Linked DNA regions of Sus scrofa: region 1 is linked to region 2. Evidence: chromatin contacts called from public HiChIP or PLAC-seq data. All regions are on one chromosome and are shown on one strand. Each heading gives the region's core, a stretch centred on a gene start, on an enhancer-like site or on the middle of the called end of the contact. The rest is flanking DNA. Distances are from core to core; before and after follow the strand shown. Region 1 overlaps PKIG (cAMP-dependent protein kinase inhibitor gamma). Region 2 holds the start of PKIG (cAMP-dependent protein kinase inhibitor gamma).

Region 1 (6,829 bases), core at 1,633-4,132, 71 kb before region 2:
TGCTGGACAGCGTGCATAAGACTGTCCCTCACTTGGGGAGATGCCAGGCGCCCACGAGAAAGGCTCAGAAGGAGCGCTGGTCTGCCACTAGGGGAACTAGGTTCTGGTCCCGGTCACACTCCTAACTGAATGAATGGCCTCCAGCAAGCCACCTCTCTCTCTGGACCTCCCTTTCCCCATCAATAACATGAAGGCTTGAGTGTCTTCCGCTTCTAAAATTCAGTGACAGACAAAAGCTTATCAACAAGCGCAACATAAGGAACTTTACTACAAGCTGGCTGATACATGTCAAGGGATGGAGGAGCCCTGAGGGGTCGGAGGTCACAGTTCAAGGTGCCAGGCTCAGCTCGGGCTCCTTCGACCCCCTTTCTGTGGAACTAAACTGTTTCTCAGGCAGAAAATCCCCAAGAATTCACTGAACAAGTCCTGGGGGACATGGCAAGAGGCAGCATAAACTACTAGATAAGATACAGCAGCAAGAGAATTTAACTGTCCTAAGGGACTGATGTGGAACAGTGGCTGTGAGAGAGAGTAATTAGTGCCTCGCATCTGCAGAGTGCTTGATAGGAAAGACAAATAAAGCCTCCCTGCTTTGTGCACAGCGGGAAGCAATGTGACACCACAGTGATTACAGCCATCAACTTGGGAGCCAGAGATGTAGATATGGATCCTTGTGACTTCTCTGAATTTTTTTTTTTTTTTCAGTTGCAAAATGGGAAACCGGGGCCTCCATTTGAGGACAGTGAGAATGAAATAACACAGGTGAGGGAACTGAAAATCTTTGGCGTTAGAGTGATGATAGATGGTAGTGTGCTTGCTGTTGTGTCTAAGCTTCTCTGATTCTCATGTGAGGAGAATGAGGTTCCCAGGAACTGCAGTATTAATCTCCTTTTCCTGGATAGGAAAATGAGACAAAGAGAAGTTCAGTGACATGCCCAGGGTCGCAGAGCTCAAGATGAACGGGCCAGCCTTGGACACGGAGTCTGTTTCGCTCCTCCTTAGGCCAGCACATGGGCCACACAATGGCTGGCGCTACTTCTCAAAATGGTTACTCCCCCAAGCCCGACCCTTATTTCTAAATGGGATGATCTCCACTTTGACAAGCAGGCTAAGCTTCTTAAACCAAGTGGGGAAGGAGTTGGGGAGAGAGTTTTCCTGGGTTCCACCAGGCCTGGGACAGGCAAAGGCAGGCAGTCTACTGCCTGCAGGAATCACTTCTGGCCACTAGGTAAGAGCACGCTAACCTGCTTTTCTACCAAAACTCGGTGTGGCCTGAGGCAAGTCGGGGTTTCAATCGCCCCTCCCCCCACAAGAGGCAGAGCTGATTGACCTCAAAGCTGCCTGGGACCAAGAGCTCTATTGGGAAAGAAGCTATTTACAGATGCGGGGGAGGCCCTGGTAGTTTGTGACTTAACAAGAATTTTAATTAGTTCTCAGAAAACGCTGAGGTTAATCAGAAAACGTCCAAGCAAACAGGCCAGATCCCAAGAGGGAGTCCACCACTTGAAGGCTTTTCTGCAAGTTGCTGAGGGACTGTAGTGAAATTAAAAGAACACCAGGACTTCCCGTTGTGGCACATCGGAGACAAATCCAACTAGGAACCAGGAGGTTGTGGGTTCGATCCCTGGCCTCGCTCAGTGGGTTAAGGATCTGGTGTTGTCGTGAGCTGTGGTGTAGGTCGCAGGTGCAGCTCAGATCTGGCGTTGCTGTGGCTGTGGTATAGGCCGGCAGCTATAGCTCTGATTAAACCCCTAGCCCGGGAACCTCCATATGCCGTGGGAACAGCCCTAAAAAGACAAAAAAAAAAAAAAAAAAAAAAAAAGAAGACCACCAGCCTGGTCAGCCACAGAGAGAGAGAGAGAGCAGCAGGCAAGAGCCTGGAGAGGCCTGTCCCTTCCTGTCGCTGTACCTTCTACCTGCATAGGACCTTGGGCAAGTTAACTGCTTCGGCCTGGTTCCCCAGTATAAAATAAGAACAATAACAGCATTCACCCCCCAAGGTTCTTGTGTGGCTCAAGTGCCTCACATACTACAAATTCAAAAATACTTGGAAAAGGAGTTCCTGTCGTGGCACAGTGGAAATGAATCCTACTAGGAACCATGAGGTTGTGGGTTCAACCCCTGGCCTTGTTCAGTGGGTTAAGGATCCGGCGTTGCCGTGAGCTGTGGTGTAGGTCGCAGGCGCGGCTCAGATCCCAAGTTGCTGTGGCTGGGGTGTAGCTGGCAGCTGTAGCTCCCATTCAACTCCTAGCCTGGGAACCTCCATATGCCTCGGGTGTGGCCCTAAAAAAAAGCAAAGAAAAAAACAAAAAAAACCCAAAACTTGCAAAAACCAGCTGGCACGTCTTAAAGACATTATTTTTAAAAATTCTGACTCAGGGGATGAAGTGACAGCAAATGAGTAAGGTCAAGAATGTCGGGAAGCCAAAAGAAGGGCTGGTGTTTCTGAGGTCAGGGTGAGTAAGGAACAAAGTCCTGGAGCCCAGTCAGGCCGGTTCTCAGCGTGGAGGCCTGGGGGCGGGGTGTTGTGTGGCTGCGCCTTTAGCCTTTATTCTAGAAGGGAGTGGGCGTCAGGAAATGCAGCCTGGCTCTTGACAGGTCAGTTTACTGACATCACCCTCAGCGCTCTGAAACACATTTTGTTTTCTGAACAAAAGTACTAGTAAGGAGCCCATTCTTAAAAACAAAGATAGTGCTTTCTTAAGATTATAACTCTTGCCCTGCATCTGTGGTCCATCTGTGACAGAAGCCACCAAGAGGAAACTCTGACAGCACCAGCACACTCACTCTGTCCTCTCTGACCACGGTGGATGATACACTCTGTGAGACAGGGCCACGCTCTGTGCTGTAAACGCCACTGTACGTCATCCCTACGTGAATCTGCTACAGGAAGTGTTACTCACATTCTCACCCTTTAGTTGTGGAAACCCATGTGCAGAGGCTGAACTGCCTGCTCAGAGGGCCCCTGGGGTAACTGAGGAGGCCTGTGCTCTGAGCTGGGGCTGTCTGGGACCAGGCCTGTCCTCCTCAGTCACTTATTCTACTGCCTTTTATTTTATTTTTTTTAAGGCCGCACTTGTGCATATGTAGGTTCTCAGGCTAGGGGTCCAGTCAGAGCTGCAGCTGCCAGCCTATACCACAGCCACAGCCACACCTGATCTGAGTTGTGTCTGCGACCTACACCACAGCTCAAGGCAATGCCAGATCCTTAACCCACTGAGTGGGGCCAGGGATCAAACCCGAGTCTTCATGGATACTAGTCAAGTTGGTTAGCACTGAACCACAACGGGAACTCCCTTTACTGCTTTTTAAATGCTACCCTGCAGGAAACCTGGCCGTTCCTCACAGCCAGCAGGACCGGTTCCATTTGATGATAAAGGCAACTGTGGTGGCTTCAGAAGCGCAGAGCTGGTCTGAAGGGCTCAGACAGCCCCTTGGCAACAAGGCCTGCCTTTAATTCCCTCCCCCTCAACTCCAGTCTGGAAAGGCTCTCCTACTCTGAATTTCCCTAGCATCTTCTCTCTTAAGAAACTTATCCTTTTCTCCTTCGAGGTATATTTATTTTGGAGCAGCTCTTATTTTGCTGCTAGAATTTGAGCTTCCTAAGTAAAAGCTCTATGTCTAATTTATGAGCATTTTGTACATATTATGAAAGATTTATTAAAATAAAAAAATCTATAACAAAAACTTGTACTGAATATTATCACATGCCAAGCAATATTCTAACTGTTCTATATAAATTATCTCATTTAATCCCAACAAGTTGGGTATACTATCTCCACCTGACACAAGAGTACATTCCAGACACAACACCTGAGTACTTCGTTCAGCTGCTAACTGCTGGAGAGCTACTGAAAGGAGTGTATGAGGGAATAAATTCTGGCCACCACAACCCACCTTCCAGTCCAACACCTGCTGTAAAATGCAATTAACTTTTTACGCTATCAAAAGCAGGCTTCAGCTGTCATGCTATTTCAAACCCTACTTAGTTCCCCTGCCACACAGCTGGAAGGTCCCTGTTTTTTTCTAGCTCTAACTAAAGGAGAAACATATGGACTGCGACTTAATCAAAGCAGATTTTTTTCCCTTCCCAATTAGAATCATACTTGCTTATTGTGGAGCAATAGAAAAGAACAGAAAAACAAGGAGGAAGGACTCCCATCATTCTACCACCAGAAATAACCTATTATCCTCCTGAGGTGTGGACACAGAAAGAACCACACCTGCATTCAAAATGATGGCTGAAATCAGAAACTTAAGTCATTGGGGAGGTGGGGGAGAGGGATTCTATCCTCAAAAAGGATGACAAATGTTTGGTAAACATTGGGGGGAGGAGTTTTGGAGTTGGCTGCTTTCTCTATAGGGTTTGATGCTCTGAGGCTCCACCTCCTGGCCCCCTGGACTGCTACGGACGTGGTATGCCAGCTCTCCACGGGCAGGGGAAGGGAAGCCTGATCCCAGGAAGAATGTACCTGGAAGATGGATGCTCACAGGATACCACGCTGCCCCCACCCCCTCGGGCTTTTCAGCCTTTTTTTTTTTTTTTTTTTTTTTTTTTTGCTTTTTAGGGCCACGCTCGTGGCATATGGAAGCTCCGAGGCTAGAGGTTGAATCGGAGCTACAGCTGCCAGCCGACACCACAGCCATAGCAACATGGGATCCGAACTGCGTCTGAGATGTACACCATAGCTCATGGCAACACCAGATCCCCAATCCACTGAGCGAGGCCAGGGATTGAACCCACATCCTCAGGGATACTAGCCAGATTAGTTTCCACTGCGCCACAAAGGGAAATCCTTTTTCAGCCTTTTTTAAGGCCTGCTTTGCATGAGCAAGAGAGGAGTTTCACCTTTTGTTGTTGTTATTGTTTTAGGGCCACACCTGCGGCATATGGAAGTTCCTGGACTAGTGGTCTCATCACAGCAACACCCGATCATTAACCCACTCTGCCTACACCAACAGCCACGGCAACACCGGATCTGAGCTGTGTCTGTGACCTTCACTGCAGCTTGTGGCAACGATGGATCATTAACCCACCAAGCAGGGCCAGAGATCAAATCTGCATCCTCACAGAGATAATGCTGGGTCCTCAACCCGCTGAGCCACAAGGGGAACTCCAGCAAGAGCTGGGTTTCAGACGGGGCCATTATGGGAGAGACGGCTCTCTTTTCTTGGCGTAATTTTAGACAATCTCAGACTTGTTGATTTTTACAGCTGAAAAGAGGATGTGGTCTCCTCGCTTTTGAGATGGGCACTGCCAGGCCCTGGAAGGCTGAGGATTTCCTGAGGCTGCACACAGCCTGGTGCTCTAAGAGTCAGCAGACCATCCTTCCATGGGTGTGAGGCTCTCTCTGACACTGCACTTTGAAACAAGGCCCCTCCATCTTGCTTTGTTCACTCCTCTCAGCCGCAGACCTCACTTCCTTCTAGAGGCCTTTTCTCTGAGCCAGGTGAGCTCCCCAGGTGTAGGGGTCCCCCGGCACCCTGCACCCTCTATCTCGCCTCTCATAACCCTTAACAGACGTGCTTTTACATACCTGTTACATGTACCGTAAGCTCCATGAGGTCAACAACATGTGTTCCCAGTTCAATGGAACAGGGCGGGACATTTAACAAATTCTTTTTCTTTTAGGGCTGCACTGGCGGCATGTGGAGGTTCCCAGGCTAGGGCTTCAATCAGAGCTGCAGCTGCCAGCCTACACCAGAGCCGAAGCAACTCTGGTTCCTTTTTTTTTTTTTTTTTTTGTCTTTTTTGTCTTTATAAGGCCACACCCGCGCAGCATATGGAGATTCCCAGGCTAGAGGTCGAATCGTAGCTACAGCTGCTAGCCTACACCGCGGCCACAGTAACGCCAGATCCAAGCCGAGTCTTCGACCTACACCACAGCTCACGACAATGCCAGATCCTTAACCCACTGAGTGAGGCCAGGGATCAAACTCACATCCTCATGGGCATTAGTCAAATTGTTTCTGCTGCACCACAACGGGAACCTAAGAAATATTTTCCTTTCTTCTTTCTTCCTTCCTTTCTTTTTCTCTTTCTGCCTGCCTGCCTGTTTTTGTCCTTTTAGGGACCCACCCACGGCATATGGAGGTTCCCAGGCTAGGGGTCTAACTGGAGTTGTAGCCTCTGGGCTACGCCACAGCCACAGCAACTTGGGATCTGAGCAGCATCTGCGACCTACACCAAGCTCACGGCAATGCTGGATCCTTAACCCACTGATCGAGGCCAGGGATCAAACCCATGTCCTCATGGATGCAAGTTGGGTTCGTTAACTGCTGAGCCATGACGGGAATGCCCTCAACAACTATTTTCTAAATGTGCACATGTGACCCCAAATAGTCCAGGCTTAGGGTAAAGCAATTTTTTTTCAAACTTAAAAACTATCATCTTCTAAACCATGAATTGGGCCTTCCCTCTCGTTGGGCAGGATCATTAGAAAACAAAAGATTTCATTCCAAATAATTTCTAAAAGACAGAAACAGTTCACAGAAGCATAATGACAGAAGATGGAGTCCAGAGCCCAGGGACAGGAAGCACCACTGGAAACGTGGAAGCCCAGGGAGGTTCTGAGTCTGAAGACAACACGCGTCAAGAGGATTTAGGAAGAGGGCTGGAGATAAGGGGACCCCCTGAAGGCCCTGTGCCAGTCAGCTGCCCACTACACACCTGCAGCACAGTGAGGGTCAGGAATCTATGCAGGACCCCAGGAGGACAGGAGGGCTCTCCAAATAAGCTGACTCATCTGCCTGGGGTGAGCCAGGGCTTCCAGTAAGAGAATGGGCATCCTTATTTTAACCTTGGAAGGACCCTCAGTCTCAGGTGCCT
Region 2 (6,533 bases), core at 3,099-5,598:
GAAATCCTGTGAAATCAGATTGTTATGATCATTATACAACTACATATGTGATAAATTCATTTGAGTAATAAAAATAATAATAATAAGACACTGTTCACTTTATTGGCCCCTTTCTCCCCAAAGGAGAGTGTCTAAGATATCTGCAATAAATTGAAGGTCTCTAACTTGAGTTGTTTATATTTCTTGTTTACATTCCCAATTATAATCCTACTAAAGGTAGAAAGCAAATTTACAGGAGACTGTGTTAAGATAAAACCGAAAGCAATTAGGAATCAATGTAATCTAAATAGGACTTTGTTTAACATATTCCAGGTGCTTTGAGAAGAACAGATAGGCATCTTTCAGGGCTAATGCTTCATCTCAAACAAGAGGAAATTAGCAAGGGGTCAAGCCTAAGTAACACAAAGGGAAATTTGGCACTATATGGCTTCAGCTTGCAGAATAGGTGGGCAGGAGCCAGGGTGATCTTTCTATGCAAATCTGATTAAGTCATTTCCCTTCCTTTCAATGGTTTCCCTCCGCTTTCAGGAAAAAGACTCAACTCCTGAACAAAAAGGCTCAGGTGGCTCCCCACCCTTAGTTCCTTCCTCCTCCCCTGGGTTAAGCCCCTTCTCTCCACGGGCCCCCAAGGTTCATCCTCCACTCCTTTCTCCCTTACCTCTTAGCTGTCAACTCCTCCTGATTCTCCTGAAATGTCTCTCAACCTGCACACCCCATTTCATTCCTGCTGCCACTGCCCTAGATCAGGTCTTTTTTTTTTTTTTTTTTTGCATTTTTTTAACCTTTACTTCCCCATCTGCCCATATAGAATATATCCTTATTGCTTTTTCTGATTGCGAAAGCCATTCATGCTCATAAAAAGAAAAATAAAGCAATAAGGAAAGGAATAAAAATCTCCCCATGATCTCATGACACAGACAAAAAGAACTTATCTTTCTGGCACACTCATTATTCACAATAGCCAACAGGGGGAAGCAACCTAAATGTCCATCTATGAAATGAGTAAACAAAATGTGTTCTTACATACAACATATATACAAAATGTGTATATCTATATAATGGGATTATTATTCAGCCTTAAAAAGGAAGGAAATTCTGACATATGACACAGACGAAACCTGAGGACATTGTTAAGTGAAATAAGCCAATCACGAAAAAACAAATATTGCATGATTCCACTTACATGCAGTACCCAGGGTAGTCAAATTCATAGAAACAAAGCAGATGAAGGCTGACAGGTGCTAGAGGGAGGGGGAAATGTGGAGTTGTTTCAGTGGGTATAAAGTTTCAGTTTTGCAAAATGAAAAAGTTCTGGAGGTTGACTGCACAACCATGTGAATATCCTTAACACTACTGAACTGTACACTTAAAAATGGTTAAGATAAATTTGATATTACGGGTATTTTAGGACAATTAAAAAAGCTGTTTTAAACAACTTGTCTTTCTAGACATTTTGCCTATAAATATGGATGTAGACGCCTAAAAAAACAAGAATAGAAACACACTGCAATCTATTTTTCGCACCTAACCATAGGATGTAAACATCTTTCCCATATATATCGTTCTTACCTCCTTTTTTAATGGCTGATAGTACCCATCACATGACTGCATCATAATTTAACCAGTCTGTTTTCAGTCTTTCCACATTATAAAAACATCATAGTCAACATCTTTGCATATTTTCTCATTCTGTCTCATAACAGACACCTGGTTTTTTTTACATGCCCTTCTTCTGGCATCAACGCCCTGATTTCTCCCAAGGAAAAAAATACCTTCTCCTCATGCAAACACCCATCCGGACCTATACCTCCTGACCTCTAGGCAACAGTTACTCTATTTTAAAGTCTATTTCTAGGTGTTTATTTTTCATGTTGCTATTGTCATCTCACCATTCCATTTTCTGACTATGACTGCTGGCATAAAGCTATGGTTTTTGCCTACCTTATGGTTTGCTTATTTTTAACTCGATTCCCTTGAATTTTCTCAGCAGATAATCATATCATATGTAGACAATCATAGCATTTAGGTAGTGATTAAGGGCAAATGCTCTGGGCTCAGGCAGACCTGGATTCAAATCCTGTGTGACCTTGGCCAAGCATTTTTATCTCAATTTCCTCAACCATAAGCTGGGGATTACACTAGTGGCTATCTCCCAGAGTTGTAAAAATCGTCTTATCACCTGAGACCAGTGCATGGAGAGTGCTCAACACAGTATTAGTTCAATAAGTGTCTGCTATCTGATGAGAAGGAACACATAACTTTCCATATGGACATCTTTTTTTTTTTTCTGGTTGCATTACACATTATAAAAGGTGCAGTCCTTTTCAGCAATTAACTTGCTTTCCACGTCTCAAAATTAAAAAAAGAAAAAAAGATGCCATCAGATTCTTTGCAAAGGATCTGTGCTGTGGATCGCATCCACTCTCACAGTCTCTGGAAAGCTGTGCCATCGATTTTTCCCCTTCATCTGTACTTTCTCAGCCTCGCCCTCACTCGCTGGCTCTCTGCCACCAGCATTTAAATCTGCTCGTGTCTCTCTCCTGCTTAAAATGACTTCACCTGATTCCCCACTCTACAGCCTGCCTTCTCTCGCTTCCCTTCACAGCCACACTTCTTGGAGCTGCCTACACCGTCTTTACTTTCTCACATCCCACTCTCTCTCATCCCACTGACATATTACATTGAACCTTTGGAAGTTGCCGATATTATAGATTCCGCCCCCACCCTTTCACCAAATCTGCTCAATTAAAGTGCTTGGTGACCTCTATACTTACTTATGCAAAAGGCACATTTTAGCCTTTAACTTATTTCGCTTGAAATCTCAGCAGCACCGTCCAGCAAAGTTGACCTCTTCCTTGAGCTTTCATTACTACACACTCTTAGCTTTCCTCCCACTTCCCTGGCCATTTTTTCCTGTGTAGTCTAAGTGAATGGTTCTGTCTAGAGTGTGCAACATAGTGGCCCTGAATGATTTGGGCCTCCCCCCCCCAAAAAAAAGCAAAATCTCCCTGAATGGGTCTCTTCCAATATTGATTAAATTCCACTTGTACTGAACTGCTTTTGTCTCCACAAAAGTATCTTTGAATATGTGTGGAATACATGCCACGAGGACATGGCATGTATTCCTTACTACTTAACACAGTGTCTGGCACACAGCAGACACTCAATAAATATTTTTTTGCAAGATGAAAAATATTTTTTTTTGCATAAATGAATAGCCGCAATGTGAAAAACAGCCTGGAGGAGTGATGAGACTGAGAAAAAACAAAAAACCAAACCTCTGATCAAACACACACAATACATATTCATCACCTGATTTAAATCCTTTGGTGCGCCCCACTAGACCCCACAAAGAAGCCCAAACGCCTCAAAACTTACAAGGGCAACTGCTTATCTGTCAAATACAGCTAGCCAGACCACTTCCAATCGGTCTAACCAGGCTGTGAAATCCTTGCAAATGTCCAAGAAGTCTGCATTTTTCACCCCAAGACCTTGCACTGGCTGTTCTCTCTACCTAGAACAGAACGCACTCCACCAGCTTCATCTTCCAGCAGATACAAAGGCAGCCTTCATGTCTCATTTTGGAAGTCATCTTCTTTTGGAATCTCTCTTTGACCATTTTCCACAACCTCATCTCCAGCTATTTAGGTGAACTGACTTCTCTGCATATTCACAATCCCCAGTATGTCAAAAATCAAAGCTGGAACCACAATGAATTCCTATTTATACGGTAAAACTGTGGAGTTCCCTGAGAACAAGATGTCTCATTCACTTTTTTACTCCTGGCCATCAGCCCAGGCCCTGGCACACAATACATGCTCAATGATGGACCTCCTAGTAGTAGTGGTAGTAATAATAAAAGCTCCCAAGGATTGAGGACTCACCTGCAAGAATTTGAAATCTAAATATACTTCATAATTACCATCTAAGACAGGTGCTCTCATTATCCCCATTCTGCAGATGGGAAAACTGATACACAAAGAAATCAATCCTCTCTGGCCCCAGAGTCGCACAGAAGCACGTTCTCTATAGTTCCGAGTTATTCCTCGATCCCCAAATAAGAATGGCTTTTTTTTTTTTTAAGAAACTTTCAAATCAGGCCAACAGCCCCCAAATAAACATCCCAAAGCGCTCTCCACACCAACGCCGAGGGTTAAAGGGCACGAGGGGGCGCCGCCCTGGCGCCGGCAGGGAGCTTAAAGGTCAGGCCCCGGTCTCCTTCCTTGGGGTCCCCAGACTCCCAGCCCCTCGCCTGCTGCGACGAGTCGACGCCGGGAGACGCGCGTTTGGGCCGCGACTACCCTCCCGGCCCCTGCTCACCTGCAGTGCAGCCGCCAGCCGAGCCCGGGCCACCGGCCCGCAGCGCCTCCCTAGGGCCGCCTGGCGCCGGCCGCGCTCAGCGGCGCACGTTGCCTTGGCAACCGGAGCTGCCGCTCTCCCGAGGCTGGCGCTACGGCGGCTCGGAGGGGACCAGGAGACTTCGCGGCCCCGGCCGCTGCCCCCGAGCGGGCGGAGGAGAGAAAGCGGCTGGCAGTTGGGATTTTGAGTGGTGAGAAACCCAGGGTGGGGGCTGGCAGCCTGGAACTTGTCGCCGAGGGAAAAGAGAAGGAAGGAAACGTTGGGTGGAAAGGGGACAGCAGGGCAGGGGCAGGACTTGTGTTTCAGAGCCTGCCTGTGCCTCAGTTTCTCTCTCTGTCACCTGAGATGGAGACTATTCCGGGAAGATTTGGAGCCGCAGGCGGAAGCTTGCTAGACTGGGGATATTTAAAGCCGTGAAAACTGATGTGGGAGGGGTGGCACATGCCTCTCTCTCTAATTTCCAACTTGGTGGTGTGACAAAGAATTTTTTAAAAAATAAAAAACAAAAAAACGTGTTTCTTTGGGCTGACAGTGAGCATGAGATCGCCAGATTTAATTTCAATATGAGAAAAAATTTACTTTAACACCAGCAGTTATATTTTCTGGAATAATCCTGCAGATAATATTGGAACATGAGCATAAAAGGTATTCATTGCTCCATTGTGTATGACAGCAAAAAGGCCGAGACCAGTCTAACCGTCCACCAACAATGGTTAGGTAAATTATGGTACATCCATAAAATGGATTGCCACAAAAAAAAAAAAAATTAAGAGGGACTGAAATAGATGTAGATACAGTTTAGAATAGACTTATCTTCAAGCTACGCATACAGCCATTGACTGAAGGAAAAAAAAAAAAAAAAGCACAACCAAAAACTTAAGAATTATGTTTTATCTGGAGTTCCCGTCGTGGCGCAGTGGTTAACGAATCCGACTAGGAACCATGAGGTTGCGGGTTCGATCCCTGCCCTTGCTCAGTGGGTTAAGGATCCGGCGTTGCCGTGAGCTGTGGTGTAGGTTGCAGACGCAGCTTGGATCCCGTGTTGCTGTGGCTCTGGCGTAGGCTGGCAGCTACAGCTCCGATTGGACCCCTAGCCTGGGAATCTCCATATGCTGCGGGAGTGGCCCAAAGAAACAGCAAAAAGACAAAAAAAAAAAAAAAAAAAAAAAAAAGAATTATGTTTTATCTGGCTGACGAAACTGAGGACTTAAGCCCAGGACACAGCCTCTCAGCTGGTTCTTAGAGACTATTCCGAAGAGATAAGGAAGGAACCAAAATATATGAGTTTTTGCAACAAAGATGACTGTTAATTAAAGAAAACCGGATGGCTCAAGTTAAGGAATTTAGAGCTTTTCTGTGTATGGGAGGATGCAAGATTCTGGGCTCACTGAAATCATTCCTTTGATAAGCACCTTATCTGTCTAGGACCAGTATCCTGCTTCTCTCCATCCGCAGTCCCCTCAGGGTGCACAGCTGGGGGTGACTATCTCCATCCTGAGTTCCCTCAGGGCTCACTGTGCCAGGTGGCTGTAGTGGCTTGATGGCTGCAAAGTCCTTTGTTTACTGCTATGGCAGGCAATATTTTTCACTGCACACAGCAAGAGTCTCCGGACTAGCCCTGTCGTTGCTTCTACTCTATCTTCCAACCCTGCCCCAGTCTTTTTTCCACTCAGTAGCCAAAATGATCCTCTTGAAATGTAAACATGATCACATCTTTCCCCTGTTTAAAAGCTTGAAGTGTGCTGAACAAAATCTGGAGTTACTATGGTCAACAACAGATCCGCAAGTGAACTACTGCCCTGGATGCCTGTTCAGTCCCACCTCTCACCATTTTCTTCTCCATGCTCCAGCCACCAGGCTTTGAGGTTTCTAGGTTAAGCATCCTTCTATCTCAGGGCCTTTCCTCTTGCTGTTCCATGCTGGGACCACTCTTCTTCCAGATATCTCCATGACTTGCATCCTCACTTCCTTCAGATTTCTGCTCAAATGTCAAGTCTTCAAAAAGACCTGCCCTGACTACACTACTTAGAGTCGCAAGCACAGGGAACTAGAGTCAATATTTTGTAATAACCTGAATGAGGGGAAAGAAACCTGAAAAAGAATATTTGTATGCGTGTAACGGAATTGCTGTGATGTACACCTGAAACTAACATGATATTGTAAATCAGCTGCAC

The links. HiChIP or PLAC-seq counts read pairs in DNA pulled down with a chosen protein or histone mark.
Region 1: an H3K27ac HiChIP or PLAC-seq map of skeletal muscle shows a contact between it and region 2. The contact joins the enhancer-like site here to the promoter of PKIG in region 2. A contact is called at or near these places in 1 of 5 promoter capture datasets (fetal liver), 8 of 47 Hi-C or Micro-C datasets (embryonic fibroblasts, fetal heart ventricle, fetal skeletal muscle and 5 more) and 1 of 2 datasets of contacts at active chromatin or transcription factors (skeletal muscle).

What each region holds. Positions count from the first base shown.
Region 1 is chr17:47,000,739-47,007,567 of Sscrofa11.1, reverse strand. The region is part of intron 1 of PKIG (cAMP-dependent protein kinase inhibitor gamma); the gene reads right to left. LOC106506688 (a long non-coding RNA gene) reads left to right here. Exons shown (of 4, transcript XR_002340045.1): 3 at 706-762; 4 at 3,327-3,412. Among named protein-coding and RNA genes, the nearest start is that of ADA, 68 kb to the left of the region's middle. Within about 2 kb of position 2,882, at least 46 of the 83 cell types and tissues checked have an H3K27ac peak or open chromatin away from gene starts, as enhancers often do. A contact at or near this core is called in embryonic fibroblasts, fetal liver, retroperitoneal adipose tissue and 2 more, where this site is marked.
Region 2 is chr17:46,931,321-46,937,853 of Sscrofa11.1, reverse strand. PKIG (cAMP-dependent protein kinase inhibitor gamma) reads right to left here and starts at 4,348. Exons shown (of 5, transcript NM_214371.1): 1 at 4,321-4,348.